5 separate regions of the Mus musculus genome follow, and all the other regions are linked to region 5. The links are chromatin contacts, called in public capture Hi-C and promoter capture Hi-C maps. All regions are on one chromosome and are shown on one strand. Each heading gives the region's core, a stretch centred on a gene start, on an enhancer-like site or on the middle of the called end of the contact. The rest is flanking DNA. Distances are from core to core; before and after follow the strand shown.

Region 1 (2,700 bases), core at 1-2,500, 750 kb after region 5:
AAGCAGAGTTCACAGTCTCCAAAGAAAGCAGAACAAAGAAGAGGAGGGAGCCCTTCAGGCGGGATGGCAGAACAGCCCAGGCATGGTCAGGAAGGCTGCACAGGAATGGCTGTCCATGTAGGTCTTGAGGGACAAGGAGAGGTTTACTAGACAGCAAGCACCAGGCAAATGCTCAGCAGGGAGAAGGAAAAAAGAGCTTGAGGAAGGAGAAGCAGTGGAGAGAGGGGATTGTGAGGCTGATGGAGACCGAAGGCCTGGTAGTGAGAAATGAGCAATGGAAGGGAGGCCTGGGGATTCAGTGCAGGGTAATGTGGCTTTGAGAAGTGTCCCCAGGTTAGAGAAGGGAACAGGTCTGTGCTGGAGGACTGGGAATACCCTGATCCATATAGATTCAGGGAATGCAATTATTGATGAGGGTTGGAGCTAGGCTCTAGGAAAGAGGGATGGGAATCAGGACTGGACTTGTTTGTGCTACTACTGCTCAGGCTTAGTTGGGTTGGTCCTCCAAACAGGATGACCATGTCAGCCAGGCTGGCTAGAGGTCCTCAAGCTAAAAGGTCCCTACCATGTCCCAGTTTCATGACACTTCTTGCCCAGTCCCTCTGTCCAGCCCTACCCTACCCAGCTGGCTCTTCCCAGCCAGGAATTGCCAGGGTTTAGCCTTTCCTCCTACTAGAAGCTTAAATGGGGTGGTACCAATGCCTACCTGAGATAAATGGGATGTCTTAAGATCAAGGCTTAGGTTAAGAGCTCTCAGCCTTACCTAGGCCCAGCAGCTGACAGAACAGTTGGAGAAGCATGGGAGGCACCGGGAAGAGTAGACCTGGAGGACTACCCCTCCTTCCATGTTTCCAAGCAGGGCCCCAGGTGCACCGCTACGCCAAGGGGCAGAGACCAGCAGGGTCAGCCTTGAGCATGTGACTGGGGAGTCTCCTCACATCCTTACCCTCTGAGCTTCATACGAAGCCATAAGCCCAGCCTTCCTGCTCAGGAACCAACAGTGGAACCTAGGCTGCCTGCCCACTGGACCCTGGGGATGCAAACAGAAGCTCATATTGCAGGCTCATGAATAACTCATCACCTGCTTGCTGCCTGTACCTCCGAGAAACCTGTTTCCTAGGCCTGCCCCTGACCCCCGCCTTGCATTTCTTTAAACTTTAATAGGCCCAGGCTCCAAGGCAACTGAGCAGGGTCGACAGAGCTGGCAAAGTTGAGCAAGAGAACTTGGGCCCAGCTCCCTGAGATCCTAGGTGACAGCTGACAGAGGAGGACCCCATGAGGCAGACCCACGTCACTAGAACCCTGGCCAAAGTGGAAATGTGGCCAGGCAGGAACCCCCAAAGTGGTTTCTGGCCGCAGAGCCCTTCACAAAAGGAAGAGTAAACTGGGGTGTTGAGGTCAAGCTAGGCCTCCGGGCCCCTGGAAAACTGTGGGATAAGGTTGCAGATAAATCCCAGGCCCAGACCGGCCTAAAGACTTACAGCCCAAAAGTTTCCACCCTGGGTGTGGCGTCCCAACAAGGAAGCATCCATCCAAGAAGTCCAAGACTCCCAGGAGGCCTGGAAGCAGCGCCCCAGGGTAGACCTGCATGGACATCCCCATCAGCACCAGAGACTTCCGCTGCCTGCAGCTGGCCTGTGTGGCCCTCGGCCTGGTGGCCGGCAGCATCATCATCGGTGTCTCCGTGTCCAAGGCTGCTGCTGCTGTGGGTGGTATCTTCCTTGGTGCTGCTGGGCTTGGTGAGCAAACACAAGCTGAGGCAGAGGGAGGGGATTTTTCTGGGAAGCAGGGGTCTGGTGAGGTGAATAAGAGGTGAAGGGCTTGGCTGGTCAGTGGTTGGAGAGAATGAAAGCCTAAGAAGTTATAAACAGTGCAGCCTCGGCGTGCAGGAAGGAGAGCTGGCTGCGGGCTGGTTGAGTGAGTGTGCTGGGAGGGCAAGGGAAGACGGGTTGGTGTCCAACACCTTTACCTGGTGGGATCTTGCGTTTGTAGCAGGATTCATCAACCTAGATGGAATGGGGTGATAGAGTCCTGTAAAACAAGACAGCTCAGACAAGACTCTCCTCCATTGAGTCAACAGCAAGCAGCTGTCTGTCTGTCTGTCTGTCTGTCTGTCTGTCTGTCTGTCCTGGTCAGGCCCATTGATGTAGAATGCCACCTCTCACCCTACGTCCCTGTCCCAGGAGAGCCTGAAGCTCCATATCTTTAAACACTGAATGCCAGGAGCATTCAATCTGGGAGGACAGCAGGGCAGGTCCCCTCCCTGTGGCTTCCTGACCATCAGGTTTGAGTGGAGAGGAGCAGCAGTGGAGCCTAGAAGGCCACACTAGAGGTCTTGGAAGAGAGAGAGCTGGAGATGGAAGGGGAGGGGGCAGTGGGATTGGTGTTACCTGGCCCAGTTCTAGCCAAGGATGGTAAGTGACCAATCTGCTTTACCTGAGCAGAGCCTAGAGCCAAGAGCCTGCAAACCTGTGGCCTGCATAGCATGTAGCTCCTTCCCCAGATAGGTACTGAATCCCCATCCAGAGCTGAGTGCTGGGGAGACACACATACACACACACACACACACACACGCGCGCGCACACACCTCCAATTTGCACCCCCACAGTCCCTGATCCTTTGTTTCTGTGCCTCCTACATCACCTTCATAAACAAACCACCCACCCCTACCTCCTACATCTCACACCAATCAGGCCTTCC
Region 2 (2,700 bases), core at 201-2,700, 600 kb after region 5:
TACTTGGCTCCCTCTCTTTTTGTTGTTTATTTTCCAAACAGTAGTCAGAGTCATCTTTTTTTTAAAAAATTACTTATTTTTAATTTTATGTGCATTGGTGTTCTTCCTGCGTGTATGTCTATATGAGGGCCTTGGAGCTCCTGGAACTGGAGTTACAGACAGTTGTGAGCTGCCATGCAGATGCTAGTAATTGAACCCAGGTCCTCTGGAAGAGCAGTCAGTGCTCTCTTAATCCCTGAGCCATCTCTGCAGCCCCTAGAGTCATCTTCTATAAACTGAAAATTCAGAGTATGTTCCTCAATGGTTTTTCAAACTCCTTCTACAAAACCCTGCAAGGTTTACTTCCTGATGTTTCTGTAACTTCATTTCCTATCACTTTTTTTTTTCCAAACCAGGTCTTTCTGAGCACTCCTTCATGATACCATTTTACTTACTCTCTGGCTTCCTAAGGATCTATGCCCAAAAATCCCTTCATCAAAGACAACAGGCATGCCTCACCCTATCTTATTTGGGTTTCCTTCATAATATGCATCCACTTCTAAAGTGTAATATGTGTGCCTATTGTTGCTTTCATGCTCAAATACAAGCTGGAGCAGATGAGCAGATAAAATAGAGGAAGCCCAATTGAATTTAAATTTCAGATAAACAATGAATTATTTTTCAATATGAAGTTGTCATAGATATTGGAGGGCTCTTATAATTTAAAAAAAAAATAGCTAAACCAGGTGTGAGGATGCATGCCATTAATCCCAGAACTCAGGACCAAGGCAGGCAGATCTTTGCGAGTTCAAGAACAGCCTGGTCTACATAGCTAGCTCTAGGGCAGCCAGGACTACATAGAAAGCCTCTGTCCAACTCCCTCCCCCCTCCCCAAAAATCACTGTTTATCTGGTATTGGAAATTTACTAGTGTTCAGTATTTTATTTGCTAAATCTGGCAACTCTATACAGAAAGGAAAACACATTGGTTATTGTGTTTATGGCAGCATCCCCAGAGCTAGAATAGTCTCGATATTTCACCACCAGTAAATATTTATTGGATGGATGGGTGGGTGGGTGGATAGATGGATAGATGGGTGGAGGGATGGATGGAAGGACGGATGAATTATTCAACTGGGCCATTAAAACAATGAGCCTAAAGAACCTAAGAGTAAGAGGGATGGAGTCTTTCAAGAACTTTTCAGAAGGTGGAGCCTCGGGTGCCAGTCCCCGCCCCTGCTTCTCAGCAAGCAAAACTCTGCCTCCGCTGTAAGTTGATGCGGTCAGCCGCGGTCCGACAGGGGCGGGGCCTACTAACTGTGGCTCCAGACCCAGCACGAGCCAGAGCCGCGGCCCCTTTAACGTTCCACCTCCCCAGCACCACACGCGCCCTCCTGCGTGACGTCACCAAGGGGCGCCCAATGGGGGCGCGGCTTACTGGCAAGCCTTGCCCGGGGCCGCTGCCAAAGGGGAAGTGAGCTAAGACTGGAGCTATGGCCCGGGTCTGGAGCCTGCGGCGGCCGCCACCGCCAGCACATCCAGAGAAGTCGCGACCGAAGCAGGGGCCGGAGACGCGGCTGGACTGGCCGCGGCGCGTGTGAGTTGCGGAAGTCGCTGGTGGCGGAACACTTCAGGCTGGCGGAGCGGTGGTCACCCCTCATCACTGCGCCCCCTCCAGGCCCTAGCAGCAGGGCTCCCGCTCCTCTCGCGCGGGTCTCTACAAACTCAGGACAGAAGCCACGGGAAGGTGATCATCCCGAATCCTGGTGGGCGTCCCGGCCTGGGAGTTTTCTAGGCGCCCAGGCAGTGTTGGCGCTCTCCTGTCACCACCTCTCCAGTTAAGGATCAGCGAGTTCCCACTGCCTGCTCTGCAAAGTCTCCTCTCCTCCCATTCAAAAACAAGTTTATTTTCCTTCTGCATTGGGAATCTTGTCCCAGAGATCTAAAGTACCTTAGTTTTGTGTATCTTTCTCCCGCTTTCTGGAGCACTCCTAGAAATATTGGTTGCCTACACGACTTAGAATCTCGTGCTTGACTTAGCGGGTTGTTTTGTTTCGTTTTCCTTTTGACAGGTAATAGTTGTTTCAGAAATTTATCCATTTAGATCTCCAGTTCCTTGGCCATCTCTATGTAACTTCCCCCACCCCCCATCCCCCATCCACCTGAGTCCAATTTTCTCTGGGCTCTATTCTCCAGCCCTCAGTAGATCTGGTCAGTCCCACCTCTGGGTGGGAGTGATCAGGGGGCTCAGGCCCAGGATTTCCAACCCTGGAAGGCAGCTCCAAGTCAGCGAGAGAGTTGGGTGTTGGCTACGAACCTGGCAGCTCAGGAGTGGGCCCGCCACTCACCCCCCACAAAAAGATGAAAAAGCGCAAAGAGCTCAATGCGTTGATCGGCCTGGCTGGTGACCATCGGAGAAAGAAGACCAAGCAAGGCTCAGGCAGCCACCGCCTGCTTCGCACTGAGCCTCCTGACTCAGACTCAGAGTCCAGCACAGACGAAGAGGAATTTGGAGCAATTGGAAATCGCTCTCGTTTTGTCAAGTGAGTGTAGCAGTGGGGAGGGCTGAAATGGGCAAAAGGCATCTTGCACTACTACCAGCCGGGCAAATGGATGAGAAGGAGAGGGGAGTCCCTTGGAAGAAAAAGGGAAGTAGGCCTTGGAAAACAGGGAGAAAGGATGTTGGACAGGGCAAGTTCTAACTCTTAATAAAGAGTAAGCA
Region 3 (2,700 bases), core at 121-2,620, 810 kb after region 5:
GAAAGGCGAAAGGCCCGGCCTCTAGATACAATTCTCCCAGAGCCTAGCCTTGGTTTCTCCGACAAGTCACTACACAACTGCACCACCGAGAGCCCTCAGCCCCCTACCAGGATTTGGTCCCCAGATTGATAGGAATTTGAGGAAGAAGATGTTTTCCCCCTAAGTGCTCTAAAGGCACCGCCCGGGCCTTGGAGGCCCCTGATCAGGGTCTGGGAACTTAAGAAACTTCAGCCAAGATCCAGAAAGGTCCATTAGAGGCCCTAGCTTGTCGCCGTCCAAGATGGGTTATGGCCACCGGAATGAGAGGCCCAGAGAGGAGAGACCCTGGCAGAGCCCTTCATTTTTTGATCCCTGCCTCCCAAACGCCGCCCCAGCCTGAATTCCCTGCTGGAGTTCGCCCGCTCCACGCCAGCTCCACGCCAAAACAGGCCGTGGGAGGCCAAACGAATTCCAGAGAACTAAGGCCGTTGCGGACCAAAAACCCACCTGAAAGATCCTAACCTGAGGTCGTGTCTACGAGGGCAGAGGCAGGCTAAGCGCCAAACCACCCCGGCCAAATAATTCGTGTAAAGTCGCAATCCCAGGAGACAAGGAGCCCTAGGTAGCCAGAAAGGATGAATTCTGAGCTAAATCCCAGTATTGCGGGGTACTCGGGAATAGGGACGCTGGGAGGTGTAGGTGGCCCTGCGGGATCCCGGGCAAGGAACCTGGGCGGAGGACCGCGCCCCCTCTCCAGCCTGGGCCGCGGGCTGCGTGACGCCTCGGGGCGCATCTGCTCTGCATTACCCTGACTACCCACCCCCCACCCGCCGCCCCCTTCCAAACTGAAAAAGGATTTGTCTCCGCTTAATATCCAAACCTTTTTTGTATTTATTTTTTTTCAGGGGCGAAGTAATATCTTCCAAATGAGGCAAAACCGTGACGGATCCGAAGCGTTCTCTGCGGGTGCCTGCGTCTCGCCGGCCGAGGCTTCCGTCTCCGCCTCAGCGCTTTTCTACCCACGACTTGCCCTCCTTTCTGCCTCGGAATTTCTAGTTCTTTCCTTCTGTCGCCCTGGCTTCGTGTCCGACCCTGGGGATCGCTCCGCTCCCTCTTTCTCCCCATGGAGCTCCCTCCTCCTGCCTCGGATCTCGTCTCCCCTAAGGCTTAAGTGTCTGTCGCCTTCCAAGTCTCTCACCCTCTTCAAACTTTCCGATCCGCCCACCGACTCCCAGACTACAGGACCGCAAACGAGGAGAAGGTCCCCGGAGCTGACCGCCCGAGCCCTCCCAGTCCCGCCGGGTCCCAGGCCGCTCCTGGCTGCACCCCGCCAGCCCCGCCCGCTCGCACCTGGTCTCCTTGGCCCGCGCCGCCGCTGCCGCTGCCATCTACGCGCGTCCGGGCTGGAGCTGGAGTTTTAAACCGCGTTTCCCGGGCGCAAGGCGCGGGGCCGCGCGCTCCCTACTGGCCCCTGTGGCTGCCAATCACACGCCACTCTCGCCCCGGCCCCGCCCAGCCCCTCTGGAACATCTACGCAGCTCAAGGCCTAGGCAGCCCGGGTCAAACCTTTAGAGGAACTAGGGACCCCGGCAGCGTCCATCATTTCCCCGAGAATATCGTTCCGTCATTGCTGGCTCTGGATCTTGGGCGGTAAAGCCGCAGGTCAATCCCTACGGAGTTGAGGAGTACTGAGAAACCTTCACCTAGGTCTACCTGGTCTCCCTTGACCTTGGGGTGCTCTGCGATGGCTTAAGGAGGGCTTTGTCTCCCTCCCCAGCTGTCACAACAAGGTTGAACTGGGCAACTGCATGCTTAAGCAACCGCAAGCGCAAGCGCGCGCGCACACACACACACACACACACACACACACAAACACTTCTGGTACCACAACACCCGCACGAACACAACCTGCACTCAGTACTCACCACCCAAGCTCAACCCATACAGGGTGGAACTTCCGACAGCAGGATGCTCTTGGAGAGAGTTGGGAGGCTGAGTCTGCCGAACTCACTTCTTCGTGCACATACAACACACATGCACCTGTCTCTGTCTCCGCGGGAGAGGGAGAGAGAAAGAGAAAGAGAGAGAGAGAGAGAGAGAGAGAGAGAGAGAGAGAGAGAGAGAGAGAGCAATGATTCACAAAGCGGAAAAATCCCTGGATAGGGTTTGAGGTTCTTGTCAGCCTCCTTCTCCTTCCAGGTGCAACTGATTCATAGGAAGAGGTCGTTATGCAGGAGGCTGTGGAACCAGAGAAGGCCTTGTGTGTCTGAGGTGTGTGCCAAGGGGTCAGGTGTCCCCGTTAATGTGGGAACCTTGTAGTGCAAGATTGGCTACTGTGGCCATGACTCTGTGGAAGCCTGGAAGGCTGTGTCTATACGACAGTGGTACCTGGAGAGAAGGGTGTGTGTTCTATGCTTGTGTGGTCAGTACTCTGTGCAAGGTGTCTTTGGCCTCAGTGGCTGGGACTAGAATGTGTTGTGTCTTTGTTACTGGTGCTCATGTAACCACAGTCCATGTGTAACTGTGGGATTTTCTTTGTGTGTTGGTAAAGAAGCCTTGTGTGATTTTTTCGGGTCAAGTGTAATCCAGGTGTCTGGACAGACAGGCAGCTGGATCCTAGTTCTGACATTGCTCAGGTCTACAAGCAAACTCTCTGGCCTAGCTCTGAGGAAGTGGGCTGTTTATTTTCTTGGGGGTTAAGGCATGGCGGAGGTTGCCATA
Region 4 (2,812 bases), core at 203-2,702, 710 kb after region 5:
TGACTAATGATGCTGGATGAACTCAGCGTTCATGAGCCCTGTGGCCCTTTTATATGTTCGTGGCTACCACAGTATGGAACTATGGAATGCGGTCAAATAGGCCAGAGGAAGGTCTGAGTTCTACATGGTTTGCCCTCCTTCCTGGGAGCACCCTAGAGCCTTTATCCAATGTTAATTAACCATCATGGTTGCCATGGGGAGGTGGGTAGTAATTTTGAGAATCTGGATCCCAATCTATGCTTGAGTGACCCTGGACTGGTTGGCTATCAAGGGTTGGGGAATAGACTAGAAAGGGCAGTGAAGACACGAAGTTTGGTGGGCCTGGAAGGTTATAAGTTGAAAGAGATTGCAATATCCAGCCTTTGAAGGGGACTCAAATTTGGAAAGGAAGTAAATACAAATGCTTGGGAAAAAGACGTCCCTTTCCAGTCTTCATCTAGATTTGAAATCTAGCAAAGTCTTGAATACTTCCACTTCCTTCCCTCATATAGTTGAACACATAGGCCAGAAGAGGGAATAAATGTGTTTTAGAGGAGTGATGGGAAACGGAGATGCTCTTTAAGCCCCTTACTCTCCAGACCCTAACAACAATACTGAATGGGATAGGGAAGTTTACTTCACCACACAAAAGAAAACTGCGTCAGAACCTGAACTGAAACCAAGCACCCCGTCTTCCCGTCTCAGGCATCTGCAGCCTGTGGAAGTGAGGCAAGGAGGCTGGTTGGGGTACTACTCTAATTAGTACACAGAGGGGAGAGGGGGAGAGGGGGGAGGGGGGAGGGGGAGAGAAGAGAGAGAGAGAGAGAGAGAGAGAGAGAGAGAGAGAGAGAGAGAGAGAGAGCAGAGAGGAGAGAGAGCAGAGAGGAGAGAGAAAAAGAAATAGATCTTTAAGAACATTTGTTTTAGCTGTTGTTTTAGCTGCTGTAGTGGCACACACCTTTAATACTAGCACTCAGAAGGCAGAGGCAGGTAGATCTCTTTAAGTTTGAGGCCAGCCAGGGTTACATAGTGAGACTATTTAGAAAAACAACAATTTAAAAAATTTAATTACCGGAAGTAATGAACTTCTGTATACGCAGACCTTTATAGAAATTTTACAGTCATGCCCGGTGGTGTGCGTCTGTAATCAGAGAACTCTGGAGACTGAGTCAGAAGAAAAACGAGTTTGAAGTCAAGTCTGGAGTATACAAAAGGCCTTGTCTCAAAAATAAACTTTACTTAACAGAGCTGCCCTCAGGTTTACAAGAACTCCGTTCTGGCTCGCAGAAGTAACTATTTGCACCTGCAGCGTCTTCCACTTTCCGCTTGTAAAAGAAACCCGCAACAACCAGAGGACGCTCTGATATGCCACGCCTGCGCAGTGAACTGGCCTTGCTTCTCGCCACGTGTGGCCCTCGGGGCGCAGGCGTGACTCCTCCCCCTCACGCCTCCTTCTGCTCGGGCCCTCCCCCTGAGTTTAGCTCCGCCTCTTCCGCGTTCTCGACGGAGACCTGCAGGTGGGGGTGCTCGCGGCCGTTCCCGCGGTGGTCAACTAAGGTAAAAGTGAGCCAGCGAGGAGTCCCTCGGCGGGGAAACGGGGCCGGGGTCTGGGGTGCGGCGCTGCAGTCGCCCGGGAGGGGCAGACAGGGCCTTCTGAGCAGCTCGAGGTTAAGACCCGGTTCTTCTGCGGAGGAGCAGCCGAAGGGGACATCCTTTTAGAACTGTCCTCAAAGCTGCTTCCCTGCCCAGACCGCAGCGCATAAGATCCTCTTTCGGACTCTCAGCCCGTGCTTATGGACAGGCTTGGGTTGTGACAGGTCCGGAGCCGGTGGGTACGGGCTGTCGAGGAGGAGCTCAGCCTATAAGGAGTTTGAGCCTCAGACCAAACAAGGATACACTCAAGACTGACAGGGCTCAAGACAGTTCACTGGCATGAGCACATTATAAAATATGTGTACTTCGTTGTGTTAAATTGGCGGTTTCCACTTATTTTGCAATATAGTATACAAATGATTCTGCCACACTTTTTTCAACAGAGAGGTGGGAGTGTGGGTAGGATGCAGTCTCTTTCCTATAGCTGTAGGACTGTGGACCATCAGAAGCTAGGTAAGAGGGTGGGAGTGCTTGACTTTGGGGGTGAGCTATGCTTTCCCCTCTCCTAGGAAGCATCCTAGAACAACTCATTTTTCTCTCTTAGAGCTTTTTAAAACGAATATAATAATGTCACTGTGAGGGTTAAGTATGCTTATATGTAAATTGCCCACATGCAATGGTACTGATACATACGATTGTGATTTCCAGGAAAGAGTGTTTTGATCTGGCATATTTCAGGGAGGCCCTGGGGGGAGAAGCTGATGTAACCTGAGCCTTGGAGCCTCTGGGATTTACACGTGGAATTGACCTTGCAGTATGAGGAGGGAGCTCAAACTTGTTGACCACAGGCCTTGTGCCAAGAACCAGCTGAGTGGTTGATGTATAATGTTTCCCTGGATCCCCAGCCATCAGAGAGCTGCTGCCCACTGTCCCTAGCTTCGGGCCTTCTAAAGGGCCTGGGCTGGAAGTACTGTGAAGAATAGACACGGAGTCAGGATTGTGTATAGAAGTGAACTAGCAAAATAAATAAATAAATAAAATAAAAAACAAAAAACAAACAAACAAACAAACAAAAAAAACAAGCTGGGCGTGGTGGCACATGCCTTTAATCCCAGCATTCAGGAGGCAGAGGCAGGCAGATTTCTGAGTTCGAGGCCAGTCTGGTCTACAGAGTGAGTTCCAGGACAGCCAGGGCTACACAGAGAAACCCTGTCTCGAAAACCAAAAAAAAAGTGAACTA
Region 5 (2,778 bases), core at 128-2,627:
GCTATAGTGATTGACTGTCCACATCAAACCTAAAATCCAAACTCCCAATCAAAACATTTTAACAAAGAAAAGAGAGAGAATAAAGAGAGAGGGAAAGGAAGAAAGAAAAAAAGAAAGAAAGAAAGAAAGAAAGAAGGGAAGAAAGAAAGAAAGGAAGGAAGGAAGGAAGGAAGAGAGAAAGAAAAGACAAGAGAGCATGGTTTATGTGCATCTGAGTGTATCTGAAGGGACCTCGAGTCACCACATGGCACATGGAAATGATACATGGCAGAGATATAATATAATAATATAATATATATAATATAGTCGAGGAAGCCAAGGAGCAAAATCCCCAGGGCAGACTTTCCAGCCCACCCATTCCTGGAGAGTTTGTGCAGGCGCTTCACAGCTAGTGGTTCTTTCTTCCCCCAGGGATCCTAGGAGGAGGCACACCATCCCTCCAAGCCAGGATTTTCATTTTCTCTTAGTGCTCAAGTCTGTACCTTACTTGGGCCCGTCAGGGAAAAGACTCACTTTCCTTTTGTAGACCTAGGACTTAGCACACACAGCTGCTACTCCCAATGTGTTGACAGAATTTATCAGTCTGGGTAGGAAGTGGATTTGAAAACAGGAGACATGGAACAAGTGATATGGCAAGTGATAGGGCAATCAGTATCCGCAGAGCAATGGGGTGCGGCCCCTCCCGCTTTTACAGGAAGCTTTAAAAAGACATTTTTTTTTTCCTGGCCTGAATGAACCAAGGGGTCAACTATTGCTATCGCTTTTGAACATTTTCTACAACTAAGTATGAGTTAGAGCAACACACTGAGTGTTAAACAATACACGCAGAAGACATACCAAGGCGACTGGAGACTGAGCTGACACCTAGTGCTCTTTTACAATATTCACGTTTCCCAAATAACCTCCCTGTCTAGTAACCCTTCCGCGGGGGAATGCGAGAGTTCCTAGTATTGCAGAGGAGCTGAGAGCCACCCTACCCTCCCCCATCCCCCAGGCTGGAAGTCCTAGAATAGCTCAAAACTGCATGGGAGGGATGGAAGCAGAGGCTAGGCTATTGGCTTCCTCGGCAGCATCCTGCTGCGCCCCTCCCTCCATCTACCTTCTGGTGTCCCAGGAGCCAGTGGGCGGGAGGCCCCGGGAAGGGGCTCAGGTCGCGCAGCAGTCGCTGTCTCCGCAGGTAGAGCTTCATGGCCTGCATCAGCACCAGCGCCAGGCAGAACACCAAAGCCAGGTGCAAGGGCCGCGCCCAACGAGTCTCCAGCCAGGAGGCCTCCATCACTCTGAGCTCGCTTTTCGGCGGGCAGTGGGTGGGTGGAGGATATGGTAGTGGTGGTGGGAAGCTCTTAGCTTTCTCCAGCCCGGAGCTGGCGTGAACCACCCAGCCCCCTCCCCAGTGAGCCCTGGTGTAACTGAGGTGGGGGAGGGGCAGCTCCTGCCTGGGAAGAAGATGCTGGTCCTTCGGGATTTCCAGTCTGCGCTATCCATTCGCTGGTGCACGCTTGGATTCAGGCAGACAGACTTCGTTCGCGGAGTGTCTTATTTTAAGTTTGACAGTTTCCAATCGCGGAAGATCTGAATTTAGACTTTGAAATAATGCTCAGGCTGATGTAATTATTTCTCTTCCTTGTCACGAACGAAAATAAACTGCTATGCGAAATGACCTGCTTTCCCACTCTGGAAATCTATGAGCAGCCACAGGAACTAGGTGGGAGCCGAGGAGGGCATGGCCACCATACATGTGCAGTGTGGCCTGCCAAACTGTGCATGTGAATGTTTTCCCTTGTTCTTCATCCCGATTTCTAGAGTGCACCAAGGTCCACCGTGGCTCCTTTCAAGCTGTGTCAGAGTACCAAACCCCCGAGATGAGAAGAGACAGACAGTGGTGCACCACTACAGAGTATTTCTATTATTCAGGTACAATCAGTCCATTTATTTATGCTAAGGCAGACCTATGGTAGTGCTGGAGTTACAGCCCTGAACAATAGATTAAATCTCAGTTACCAACTCCCTATTTTCTTCCTTGTCAACGTCCCCACTCCTGACTTCTCTGTCCCCATCCCAACCTCTGAAGACAGAATATTTTTTGGTCAGGGAAGCAGTAACCACAGACTCCAGGGGGAAATGGCTTCATCTGGTCCACGTATTGATATTTTACACTTTTTTTTAGTGTTAGTAAGACTTTCACCTTCTTCTTTCAGGTTCTTCCTGTGCGGGGCTCCCTGCCCTATCATGACATGTCTCTCATAGGGAATACACGGTGAAGGTACTGGAGATTGTGAAGTTCCTTGCTCTATCCTCTGGGTTCTGATTGCTCTCAGCCTTGTGTCTTGTCTGCTCTGGTCTCTGGTTCCCTTTGGCTGACTGATAAACAACAGGGTGAGGGGTTGGGATGCTCCTGTGGCTACTGAGCAAATGGCCTAAGCCAGGATAGGAATGCCGAGGGAAGGATCACTTCTCAGTTTTTAACAAATTTTTAGCCATGCAGTGATGGTGCACGCCTTTAGTCCCAGCACTTGGGAGGCAGAGGATAGGTGAATTTCTGAGTTCGAGGCCAGCCTGGTCTACAGAGTGAGTTCTAGGATAGCCAGGGCTACACAGAGAAACCCTGTCTCAAAAACCAAAACAAACAAACAAAAAAAAAAAACAAAAAAAATTTTTTTAAATTGGCAATGATCTTGTATATTTTGCCACTTCAATAAATACAGCCTTACGTGTGTGTGTGTGTGTGTGTGTGTGTGTGTGTGTGTGTGTGTGTGTGTGTATAGTTACAATGATCCT

Evidence for each region. Promoter capture Hi-C pulls out the DNA fragments that hold promoters and counts their contacts. Capture Hi-C pulls out chosen DNA fragments and counts their contacts.
Region 1: a promoter capture Hi-C map of hippocampal neurons shows a contact between it and region 5, with 5 times the contacts expected there. The contact joins the promoter of Kncn here to the promoter of Cyp4x1 in region 5. A contact is called at or near these places in 3 of 39 promoter capture datasets (the C10 cell line, cranial neural crest and hippocampal neurons).
Region 2: a promoter capture Hi-C map of embryonic stem cells shows a contact between it and region 5, with 5 times the contacts expected there. The contact joins the promoter of Efcab14 here to the promoter of Cyp4x1 in region 5. A contact is called at or near these places in 10 of 39 promoter capture datasets (HPC-7-derived erythroid cells, cranial neural crest, embryonic stem cells and 5 more) and 2 of 115 datasets of contacts at active chromatin or transcription factors (both in embryonic stem cells).
Region 3: a contact with region 5 is called in a capture Hi-C map of embryonic stem cells, with 7 times the contacts expected there. The contact joins the promoter of Dmbx1 here to the promoter of Cyp4x1 in region 5. A contact is called at or near these places in 2 of 39 promoter capture datasets (hippocampal neurons and pre-B cells) and 1 of 9 other capture datasets (embryonic stem cells).
Region 4: a promoter capture Hi-C map of hippocampal neurons shows a contact between it and region 5, with 2.8 times the contacts expected there. The contact joins the promoter of Mknk1 here to the promoter of Cyp4x1 in region 5. A contact is called at or near these places in 3 of 39 promoter capture datasets (cranial neural crest, hippocampal neurons and stem cell-derived epiblast-like cells).

What each region holds. Positions count from the first base shown.
Region 1 is chr4:115,883,150-115,885,849 of GRCm38.p6, forward strand. It overlaps Kncn (kinocilin), which reads left to right and starts at 1,251. Exons shown (of 4, transcript NM_001039124.4): 1 at 1,251-1,739. The coding sequence starts at 1,589.
Region 2 is chr4:115,736,320-115,739,019 of GRCm38.p6, forward strand. It overlaps Efcab14 (EF-hand calcium binding domain 14), which reads left to right and starts at 1,451. Exons shown (of 11, transcript NM_001368627.1): 1 at 1,451-2,521. The coding sequence starts at 2,340.
Region 3 is chr4:115,938,556-115,941,255 of GRCm38.p6, forward strand. Dmbx1 (diencephalon/mesencephalon homeobox 1) reads right to left here and starts at 1,371. Exons shown (of 5, transcript NM_001025567.1): 1 at 1,330-1,371.
Region 4 is chr4:115,837,746-115,840,557 of GRCm38.p6, forward strand. Mknk1 (MAP kinase-interacting serine/threonine kinase 1) reads left to right here and starts at 1,453. Exons shown (of 13, transcript NM_021461.5): 1 at 1,453-1,536.
Region 5 is chr4:115,132,702-115,135,479 of GRCm38.p6, forward strand. It overlaps Cyp4x1 (cytochrome P450, family 4, subfamily x, polypeptide 1), which reads right to left and starts at 1,378. Exons shown (of 12, transcript NM_001003947.2): 1 at 1,100-1,378. The coding sequence starts at 1,276. Cyp4x1os (cytochrome P450, family 4, subfamily x, polypeptide 1, opposite strand) reads left to right here and starts at 1,131. Exons shown (of 4, transcript NR_131922.1): 1 at 1,131-1,705; 2 at 1,804-1,914; 3 at 2,199-2,263.